Regions from separate parts of the Mus musculus genome. Here all the other regions are linked to region 2. The links are chromatin contacts, called in public capture Hi-C and promoter capture Hi-C maps. All regions are on one chromosome and are shown on one strand. Each heading gives the region's core, a stretch centred on a gene start, on an enhancer-like site or on the middle of the called end of the contact. The rest is flanking DNA. Distances are from core to core; before and after follow the strand shown.

Evidence for each region. Promoter capture Hi-C pulls out the DNA fragments that hold promoters and counts their contacts. Capture Hi-C pulls out chosen DNA fragments and counts their contacts.
Region 1: a capture Hi-C map of embryonic stem cells shows a contact between it and region 2, with 5 times the contacts expected there. The contact joins the promoter of Syap1 here to the promoter of Car5b in region 2. A contact is called at or near these places in 9 of 39 promoter capture datasets (3T3-L1-derived adipocytes, the SN4741 cell line, cranial neural crest and 5 more) and 1 of 9 other capture datasets (embryonic stem cells).
Region 3: a promoter capture Hi-C map of pre-B cells shows a contact between it and region 2, with 7 times the contacts expected there. The contact joins the enhancer-like site here to the promoter of Car5b in region 2. A contact is called at or near these places in 6 of 39 promoter capture datasets (the 3T3-L1 cell line, cranial neural crest, embryonic stem cells and 3 more).

What each region holds. Positions count from the first base shown.
Region 1 is chrX:162,887,167-162,890,631 of GRCm38.p6, reverse strand. Syap1 (synapse associated protein 1) reads left to right here and starts at 2,170. Exons shown (of 9, transcript NM_025932.2): 1 at 2,170-2,563. The coding sequence starts at 2,347.
Region 2 is chrX:164,026,435-164,030,134 of GRCm38.p6, reverse strand. It overlaps Car5b (carbonic anhydrase 5b, mitochondrial), which reads left to right and starts at 2,125. Exons shown (of 8, transcript NM_181315.4): 1 at 2,125-2,200.
Region 3 is chrX:162,866,995-162,870,730 of GRCm38.p6, reverse strand. The region is part of intron 5 of Syap1 (synapse associated protein 1); the gene reads left to right. Among named protein-coding and RNA genes, the nearest start is that of Mir3473a, 6.1 kb to the left of the region's middle. Within about 2 kb of position 2,225, at least 38 of the 459 cell types and tissues checked have an H3K27ac peak or open chromatin away from gene starts, as enhancers often do.

The sequences.
Region 1 (3,465 bases), core at 921-3,420, 1.1 Mb after region 2:
CATTTTTAAATGTGTTTGCTGAATTAGTATTCAAATAAAATGCACAGTTGTGGACTGTGAGTATGTAGCTCCATCGGTATAGTATAGACCTAGCATAGAGAAGGCAGCGAGTTTGATTCCCAGAATCAGATAAGAAAGGCTTGGTGAGTGTGGTAGAGAATCCAAGACAAGGCCAGCCTGATTACTTGAGACCCTATATTTAAAAGAAAAAAAGAAAAACCCTCACTGTGTAACCCTAGCTGTACTATATAGGTGAGGCTGGCCTTGAACTCAGATCTGACTGCCTCTGCCACCCAAGTGTTGGGATTAAAAGTGTGTGCCACTGTGCTAGGCTTTGAGACCCTGTCTTTAAATGAGTATTCGAGGGTTTTCTTATTTTAATCTTTTTTAAGATTTATTTATTTATTTATTTATTTATTATATGTAAGTATACTTCAGCTATCTTCAAACATACCAGAAGAGGGCATCTGATCTCATTACAGATGGTTGTGAGCCACAATGTGGTTGCTGGGATTTGAACTCAGGACCTTTGGAACAGCAGTCAGTGCTCTTAACCGCTGAGCCATCTCTCCAGCCCTATTTTAATCTTTATTATGCTTTATTTAGTGTGTGGGGTTTGGGGAGAACACAATGCACACTGATACAGACAAGAGAACAAGTTTCAGGAGTGGGCTATTTTCTTCTGCCATGTGGAGATCAGGGCTGAGCACGTAAACTACCAGGGTTTTAAATTCTAAGTGCCACTCATTTGGTTGTTTGGGAAAGGGTCTCATGTAGCTCTGGCTTGTGTTGAACTCAAGATCCTCCTGCCTCAGCTTCCTGAATGCTGAGAATACAAGCATGTATCACCCCATTCAGCCAGGTCTATTCCATATGTGTGCGCATGATTTGCTGTGTTGGGCATGTGTTTTAGCAGTCTACCACTGACTGAGCTTCAGTCCCAGTAAGTTCTCTAAGCTATTGTGTGAAATACTTTAAATTTTATTTATGGTATAGGTAGTCACAGAGCCTGTGTAGAGATCAGAGGACAGAGAACCTGCAAGGGTCAGTTTTATCAGATAGGTACCAGGAATCAAACTCAGGTTGCCAAACTTGGTGGCAAGTACCTTTACCTGCTAATCCATTTTACCTACCCACTGTAAACCAATTTTTAATCTATAAGTACCCCACCCCAACTTCTTCCTTACAATTAATTTCCTTTCTTTCTTTCTTTCTTTTTTTTTTTTTTTTTTTTTTGGTATTTTGAGACAGGGTTTTTCTGGCTGTCCTGGAACTCACTTTGTGGACCAGGCTGGCCTCGAACTCAGAAATCCTCCTGCCTCTGCCTCCCGAGGGCTGGGATTAAAGGCATGTGCCACCACGCTCAGCTGATTTCCTTCCTTTTTTCCTTTAGGTTTTTTTTTTTTTTTAATGTTCTGCTCTTGACACAAGAACTTAGGTAGCCCAGGCTGGCCTAAATCACTATGCATTACTCCCAGCTTTGGGTTAAACTCAGGAGGAGGCTTGAGGCCTCCTTTTCCAAGGGTGGGGGTGTAACCCGGTCCAGCTGGCCCTAAAAAAGGAGGCTGTCATCTCGAGGTAATCACAAAGTGAGACCAGGTAGGAGAGCCCCCAAAGATGCCAACCACACACCTATAAAGCTGGGGAAAATAAGCCGGGCGTGGTGGCGCACGCCTTTAATCCCAGCACTTGGGAGGCAGAGGCAGGCGGATTTCTGAGTTCGAGGACAGCCTGGTCTACAAAGTGAGTTCCAGGACAGCCAGGGCTACACAGAGAAACCCTGTCTTGAAAAAGCCAAAAACAAAACAAAACAAACAAACAAACAAAAAACAAAGCTGGGGAAAATAGAAAAGTGGGTAGAGAGCAAGAAGAGCTCAGCGGAGAAAACCCTTTTGGCCCTTAGCCTCTTTTCCAAAAGCAGGGGGAGGCGGGGAGGCGGGGAGGCGGGGAGGCGGGGAGGCGGGGAGGCGGGGAGGCGGGGAGGCGGGGAGGCGGGGAGGCGGGGAGGCGGGGAGGCGGGGAGGCGGGGAGGCGGGGAGGCGGGGAGGCGGGGAGGCGGGGAGGCGGGGAGGCGGGGAGGCGGGGAGGCGGGGAGGCGGGGAGGCGGGGAGGCGGGGAGGCGGGGAGGCGGGGAGTCGATGCAGAGGGGGCGGAGCCTTAGCCGGACATGACGCATGCGCGGCCAGCTGAGCCGCCGTCAGAGAGGGTGGGCCAAGCTTCGGGAGGTCTCCGGTTCCGGTCAGTCTCCCTCGAAGACCAGCGGAGTCGGATCAGCCAGTGGTTAAGGGTGCCAGGGCTCTTGGGCGAGGGGACCGCGGCAGAGGCGGCGGTGACCCCGCGGGCGGGATGTTCGGAGGGTTGAGCAGTTGGCTGGGCTTGAAGCCGCCCGAGGGGGCGGCGGCGGAGGGAGAAGAGCCTCCCAGCCGGGACGGGGACAAGCTGTCCGCGGGAGCCGCGCCTTCTGAGGAGAGCCCCGAGCGGCCCGTGGAGCCCACTGAGGAGCAGCAGCAGCAGCCGCCGACGGAGGACCCACAGTTCCTCCACCAGGCCAAAGGCCTTGGCAGTGAGTTCTCTCTGGGACCTGAGAGTGGACTGGGAGGGGACGCGGGGATGTTGATGTACGAGGAGGGGGACGGTCCTCTCTGACATGGGCTAGTTGGCTAAGGAGCTGGACAACGCCAAAGTTCACCAAGCAGTCACTTCATCTCCTCGACGTGCCTAAGGACTTGTCGCTTTCCTGCAAAGTTTGTAAACTTGGGAAGCCGGAAAGCGATCAGTGTGCTGCTGTCTTCAGGGTTTTGACAAGGAATTCGGTTTGTTCAACTTGAAAACGTTCATTTGAATCTCCAACTCTGACTCCCAGCTAGAATTGGTTTAGAAAAATGCCTTTTGTCCCAAGAAAGGACTGAAAGGTATTGTCTAAAGTAACTTCGTTAAGTTACTCGAGCCGTGGTGGTGGCTCACGCCTTTAATCCCAGTACTCAGGAGACAGAGGCAGGCAGATTTCTGAGTTCGAGGCCAGCCTGGTCTACAGAGTGAGTTCCAGGACAGCCAGGGCTATACAGAGAAACCCTGTCCAAAAAAAAAGTTACTCGAGCCATAGTCATTCATGCCTTCTTTTGATTTTTTTGAAGCAGGGTCTCAATCAGCCCTAGATGGTTTCGAACTTGCCATAAAGTCAAGGATGACCTTGATCCTCTCACCTCTGCTTCCCTGTCGCTTCGCGATCAGTATTTTTTTTTCTTTTCCCCTTTCAGCAGGACCTTTTTCCCTTAAGGTGGGAAAGAAGGTGCCAATTGTCTGCTATACTCAAGTTCCAGTGCTAGATCTTTGGTGAATAATAAATCCCTCATTTCATCTATTCACAATCCCCAAGGGGTTGGGGAAACAAGTCCAGCGTTTTACTGATAGTAGTACAAGTAGATTTTGAGCCAAAAATCTACCTGATTTCACTTTCCAATTTTA
Region 2 (3,700 bases), core at 876-3,375:
GAATTTTTTTCTTTTTCAAGATAGGGTTTTTCTGTGTAGCCCTGGCTGTCCTGGAACTCACTCTTTAGACCAGGCTGGCCTCGAACTCAGAAATTCACCTGCCTCTGCTTCCCAAGTGCTGGGATTAAAGGTGTGCGCCACCACTGCCCAACTAAAGTGTGATTTGAGATGCATACATGCTTGTACTGTGAACAGAAAGTGATAGATGTTCAGTTTTGTTATGTATTGCTCTATTTGTAGCCAAAGTTGCTTTAAAAACTAATTATCATTAGCAGTAGGCTATAGATGTGATGTTTTTTGTTTTGTTTTGTTTTGTTTTAAGATAAACTAGTTTGTCTCTTGTTCGAGATACCTGAAAGCTTTTTTAAAGAAATGTATTTTCAGTGGCTGGAGAGATGGCTCAGAGGTTAAGGTCACTCTCTGGTCTTGCAGAAAACCAGGGTTTGGTTCCAGCACCCACATGGCAGCTCATAACCATCCATACTTCCAGTTCTAGGGGCTCCAACACTGTCTTCTGACCTCCATGGGTACCAGGCATACATATGGGGTGTGTGTGTGTGTGTGTGTATTTACATATATATATATATATATACATATATATATATATATTTACAAAACACTCAAGCACACAAAAAATTTTTTAATCTGAAAAAAAATATTTTAAGGAAAGAAGTGCATGTTCATGGCATCGAGGAGGAGAAGGAACTGTGACTATTAAATGCTCTTCACCTACCAACTCCTTGCTACATCTTCCCTTTTGACTTTTTTGGGGGGGAGGGGTTGTCACATCCCAACCTGAGTTGGGGCAACATCCAACCATCAGCACCTTGAGGTTTGTCTTGTTTGCCAGAGGAGTATCTACACCGTAAATGTGATTTGAATGAATGAGTCAGGGACTTAAGTACAAGGGCAGCAAGCTGGTTGTAACTTCTCCACATTTTTTGGGGTGGGGAGACTTGAAGGAGGAAGGATAACTGAATATATACTCTCAGAGCACTGAGTCACAACCAGAGTTTCAGTTAGTTTAGTGTCAAAACAATCAGTCTCAATATAGCAAGATGGTGCTGGTCACCTAAGAAAAATCATCTGTAAGAGACTACAGGAAAGACTGGAGACTGTTTGATGCCTCTGCCTCTGCCTCTGCCTCTGCCTCTGCCTCTGCCTCTGCCTCTGCCTCTGCCTCTGCCTCTGCCTCTGCCTCTGCCTCTGCCTCTGCCTCTGCCTCTGCCTCTGCCTCTGCCTCTGCCTCTGCCTCTGCCTCTGCCTCTGCCTCTGCCTCTGCCTCTGCCTCTGCCTTGCATTTAAAGTCAGATAAGGCCGGCGGGCTAGAACACAATGTCACAGTCCTGCTTTTCTTTTAATTACCTTTTTGTATTTTATTTTTATTTTTTTATGTTGATTGGTGTTTTGTCTGCATGTATGTCTATATGAGGGTGTCAGAAGGCCTTGAATTGGAGCTAGTTAGACAGGTATGAGCTGCCATGTGGTTGCTGGGAGTTAAATCCAGGTCCTCTGGAAGAATAGTCAGTGTTCTTATCCACTGAGCCATCTCTCCAGCCCCAGTCCAGTTTTAGAAGGATTTACAAACTGGCTGGAAGGACCATGAACCCACAGTTCAAGTTCAAAGGATGTTTAGAAACTTGGGTAAATTGAGCTGAATGGTAATGGGAAAAAATGTATCCAGCATTTCTTTCGCTGGGGGTCACCTGGCCCTAGCTTGTCAAAATCATGATATTCTGAGATGGATGAAACTTAAGGAAAGACACTTTTTAGACCAGGCTTTTAGGCCAGCAGTCAGATTTTATCCAAGAATTGTTACTTTTATCCCAGAAACGTTGCCTGTGGCAAGCAGAGAAGGGAGCAGGGTTGACCGGGTTAGGAGGTTCTCCTCCTCCCCCCCCCCCCCATCCCGTTCTGAAGGAACTCAGAGGCGTGGCTCGGGCTGAGGGGCGTGGCTTAAGTTAGAAGTGGTCTGTTAGGCCAGAGAGCAGAGGCACGCCAGGTCTAAATGGGGCGGGATTAGGGCGGTCCCAATGGCTCTAGCAGTGCTTGAAGAGCTGGGGGCGTGGCTTCTGGGAGGCGTGGCACGGGCGCCAAGGGGCGAGGCCTTGATGGACAGTAGCCAGTAGCTGGTCCTGGGAAGCTAACTTGCCAGTGGCACTTGTTAAGTGCTGTTGGAGAAACGGAGAAAAACGTCCAGGTAAGGATGGGCAGCCGAGCGGAGTGGGAACCTCAGGGAGGTTGGAAAGATCCAGAGAGGACCGCAACTCTTCTCCGAACCCTCCACCCCACAGATCCGGCAGTGACAGCTGTTGGTTCTGCCAGTCTTGCCTCAGTTCCAGCGGGCCTGACTAGGCTTGGTCCTCTCTGCCCTAGCCCCCTTTCTCTACTATTCAGAGTCCCCAGAATCCTTCACATTTTTTTTCACTTGAGAGAATTGGGGGGTGGGGGTGGGGGCGCATGGGAGGAGCAGTCCCTTGTGAGGGCATGTTGCCTGAGTTGGTTGAATCTAAGTTAAAAAAAAAGTTCAGCCTGTTTAAAAAAAAACAAAATAAAACAAAAAAACAGCTGGAGACATGGGTAAAAGCTACCAGTTCTGAGACTGCGTAGAAACTGAGGCACAGTTAAGACTCTCCCTCTGGTGTTTCTTCTTCATCCCCACCCCCACTTAGCCTGGAGCTGGGGACAGGCTCACAGCCATCCCCAGGCTGTGGAGCACTGTCACAGCACTGTTTGCAGAAATCAGAAACGTTTTCACTTTGGCCTTAACTTTTTTTGTGCCCCGCCCTAGACCTAGAGGAGAGGTACCTCCAAAATATAGAATGGTTGGTGGCTGTTCTAGTTTGCGTGCGACATTCTTTGTTAAGTATTTCTGACCCCGGGGCTGGTTGGCAACCTTTTGATATTAATTTCAGTGCCCTCCCTTTTTATGTTTGAGAAACATTGGGCACTAATGGGCACACCTTGGTTCCGGACAACTTGTGCCTTCTCAGCCATTGAAAAACCACTTTGCCTTCCACTTCCTGGTCTCCTTTGTTGGTAATCTGGTATCTTTACATGCTGCTGTTTAAAGACCTAGCTAGATTAGGAACAGAACAGAAGTAAGCTCCATTTTTTTTTCTTGTGAGAGAAACTGCCATGGATCCCTGAGCAGTCCCCGCACATTGCCCTGAGTAGCTGATGTTCACAGGTATGTTGGATGCAGAAAACCTTTCTTATTCTTAGGAGTTTCATCCTTAATTCACAACCTTTAAAATTAGGCTGGAAGGCCTTGAAAGGCCAAGGAGTAAGGGTACCACTCTCAGATGGGAGTCATGCTCCCAGGGAAGAAGTGGGTGAGAGGAGGAAGCTGAGCTTTCTCCATCAAGATTTGGCAAGATAATCTCTAATTCAGATTTGAGGAGTTGCAAAAGGCCTGCTTCCTTTTGAAATCAGGAGTCAATCTGATGAGAAACACACAGTTTCTTTCCATGTGATTGTAACCTTTATTCAGAGTACATTTTCTTTCTGCTGTCTGTTTTGCACAGAGAAAGTTTAATCAGGCAGAGTTCACACAACCTATCACAGTAAATTCCCAATTCATCAATGATTCTTTAGTAGCTTTTCACACTTCTTTCTCCTTGCACACATTTCTAAGTTAGCAAAGCATCAGACCTGTCAATAAAATCCAAGGGGCTACGTGAAGAATCAGCGCTGGCAA
Region 3 (3,736 bases), core at 976-3,475, 1.2 Mb after region 2:
GAATACATTTTTGTTTGCATGTTGACTTTTCAACTTCCTCAGTCCTGCCTTCTCCTATTCCCATCTCTGTAGGATTTATCTGTGCAATTCCTCTTCTGTGATTTCTGGGCTGTTTTCAGAGGGATCATACATTAGCTTATGTTCATTATTTAATGTTTAGCTAACCACATAGGGGTTTTGGCACGTATTTCCTAGTCCTTGGGACCCTATGGCAGCTCGGGTCTGTTGTCTTTATGAGAATACTTCCTTAGCAAAGTTATTCTAGCCTCAGGAAGCCAGTGATATAGAACCTTTTCTTTGTGTTTTCCTCTATAGTGAAACTCTTCTCTCTATAACTATCAGTATACTGGTGGTAAATTAAGTTTTATTGTCACTTGGCAAATTTTGTTGAGCTAGATTGGCCTCAAATGCTGTATGTAGTTGAAGATGACCATGAAGTTCTGATCATCCTACCTTCACCTCCCAAGAGCTTGGTTTACAGGCACATAACCACTAGAGACAGTCTCTTAGCAAGTTGCCCTGGCTTGCCTGAGACTCACTATGTTATTTATTGACCAGTCTAGCAGCCTTAATTTTTTAGGGATCTTCCTGCTTCTGCCTTCCATGTGCTAGCTGCTGAGATTGGAGACATGAGTCATGACAACCAGCCTTTAGACTATGGCTAACATAGCTATTTATAATTAAGGATACAAAGAAATGTGCTGCCAGGCAGAGGCAGGCAGATTTCTGAGTTCAAGGCCAGCCTGGTCTACAGAGTGAGTTCTAGAACAGCTAAGGCTACACAAAGAAACCCTGTCTCGAAAAACAAAAACAAACAAACAAAAAAAAAGAAATGTTCTATCTACTCCTCTGCTGCATATGCTTACAAAACCCTAAGAATTGACTTTTTTATATATTGTTTCAAACAATGCAGGGATGAATAAAACACATATTCTGTCCTGACAGATGGTACCAATTATAATTTCTAACTGGGCATGGTTGTGTACCCTGATCCCAGTATTCAGGAGGCTTAGGATACAGTCGAAAGCCAGCCAGGGAGAGAAAGTGTAAAAGTGTGTGTGTGTGTGTGTGTGTGTTTTCATTGAGGAAACCCTATATAAAAAAGTCTACCTTGAAAGACTGGAGAGAGCGGGGCATGGTGGCACACGCCTTTAATCCCAGCACTTGGGAGGCAGAGGCAGGTTGATTTCTGAGTTCGAGGCCAGCCTAGTCTACAAGATGAGTTCCAGGACAGCCAGGGCTACACAGAGAAACCCTGTCTTGAAAAACCAAAAAAAAGAAAGACTGGAGAGATGACTCAATGGATAAGAGCACTGGCTGCTCTTCCAGGGGACCCAGGTTTGTTTCCCAGTGCCTTACATAGTGACCCACAACCCTCTGTAACTCTAATTTCCAGGGGATCTGATGCTCTTTATGACCTCTGTGGGCACAGGCATTCATGTGCTGCACATAATACATACATGTAGGCAAAATACCCATACACATAAAATATTTTTTAAAAAAATCTACCTCGACCTGGTGCGATGATTCAGTGGCTTAAGGCACTTGCTGCCAAGATTGAGGGCCTGAGTTAAGCCCTTGGGGTTGCATGGTGAAAGAAAACTATGAGACTTGGGAGAACTAAAATTGGCCCTGCTTACCTTTCCCAATGTCTTAAGCCATAATGTGAGAGCCAGGTAAAAGGGGAGTTGCAGCTGAGTGTTTAGGAGCCTGAGGCAAGAAGACTGCTATCGTGTTTGAGGCCAGTTGGGGCCTCATAGTAAGTTCCAGACAAAGCTTGTGTTACAGACTAAAGAAATATTGAAGTTGTGAAGAACTGGGCTGCATATGTATCTTCAAGGCCACTTTTAATTCTGAGCTCTGTGAAATCATCCCACATGAGCTAACCTTGGGTTGTATCAATGTCTCTGTAGTGACTCATGGGCTCTGTTTGCTCTTTTCATGAACAAAACATTTGGGCTGTTTTCTTTGCCAGATTCCCTCCCCCCTGATGGAGAGAGGCAGGCATGTTGCAGAAAACTTCTGCATCGCCCTCTAGGAAAGACTCACTCCAGATGTCATTGTAAAGTTCTAAAAGGTCCTCTGACAACCCTATTGGGCACAGCTGTAGCTCCCAGACTGCTTTTTCTGCTTTTGTGGCAGATCCTACTGCTGAGGCATTAGGAGCCTGTGGCTAGCCCCTGTGAGAAACACTCAGCCTTTGGCTGGAAAACAGGTGGTTTCTCTCCTGCTATCAGAGGACCTCAGGGTGTGTCTGTGATGCAGCCACAGTGCACTGGCTGGGTTCAGACTACCGCAGGGAAGTGCTAACATACTCGTGTGCATTTTGAAATATAGGCCCAATTCTTCATTTTCTAAATGAAGTGACTGTTTTTCTTCAGAAAGAGTATCCCAGATGATCAGTGTGACACCCAGAGAAGAAAAGTCTAGAAGTCCTATATTTGTTTATAATGGCCTGTTTTTGCTTTTATGTTGAGGGTGTCTCTTGCTTTTTTTTCTCTCTTCTTGTGCCTTTGAGGTTTCATGGTTGTGGTGGTTTGGGTTTTCTGTGGTCGGTTGGCAGTAAGGTCTCACATACCCAGTGTTGTTGTTCTGAAATGCTATATATAATGGAGGAGAACCTTGAAATTGTGATTCTCCTGCCTCCACCCTGGAGTTCTAGCATTATAGATTTAGGGCATTATACCCAGTTTACATGATGCTGGAGTTAGAAACCAGAGTTTTGTGTGTGCCAGGGTAAGCAAGTAGTCTAGAGGCTTTGCTCTGTCTGCAGATGTTTACGCTTTCTGATTTGGGTTAGGTTTGTCTTCCAAACTAGAGATTATAATTGGAGAAAACAGTCGTCAATTTTTTTCTTTTGGTTTTTTGTTTGTTTGTTTGTTTTTTGGCTTTTTTTGAGACAGGGTTTCTCTGTGTAGCCCTGGCTGTCCTGGAACTCACTCTATAGACCAGGCTGGCCTCGAACTCAGAAGAAATCCGCCTGCCTCTGCCTCCCAAGTGCTGGGACTAAAGGTGTGCGCCACCACGTCCGGCATCAATTCTTTTAATTAGTATTTTGAAACAATGAAAAGTTAGAAAGATTTGAAGTGCAATACAAAGACCATTTGTAACCCAAATTTATTTGTGTTTGCATGCACACACAATTTGTGTGTGTATATTCGTACTGTACTTCCGTCTTTACATGGGTCCTGGGATCAAACTCAAAGTTTGTATGGCAAGTACCCTTCCTTACCTGAAGGGGGAGTCCAGGAGACGGCGTCAGATCCTTGGGACCTAGAATTACAGGTCTACCCAGTGTGGGTGCTAAGAACCAAACTCAAGCAGCAGTGGTCTTGACCACTGACCCATCTGTCTAGCCTCCTGTTGTTGTTCTTATTGATGCTTTTCTACTAGTTTTGAGACAGTCTCCTATGTAATCCAGGCTGGACTTGAACTCAGGATCCTTCTGCCTCAGCCTCCCAGAGAACATTTTTTGATTTCTCAAGTGAAGACGTTTGTTTTCACCTGATGTCTCATGATCTTAGATTCTTTTTTTGTGGGGAAGGAGTACTGGAGATGGAATCCAAAGCTTTGCACATGATAAGCAACTGCTCCATCACTGAGCCCTCAAGTCCAACCTGTTTGTTTGTTTGTTTGTTTGTTTGTTTGTTTGTTTGTTTTTCAAGACTGCGTTTCTCTGTGCAACCCTGGCTGTCCTGGAACTCACTCTGTAGACCAGGCTGGCCTCGAACTCAGA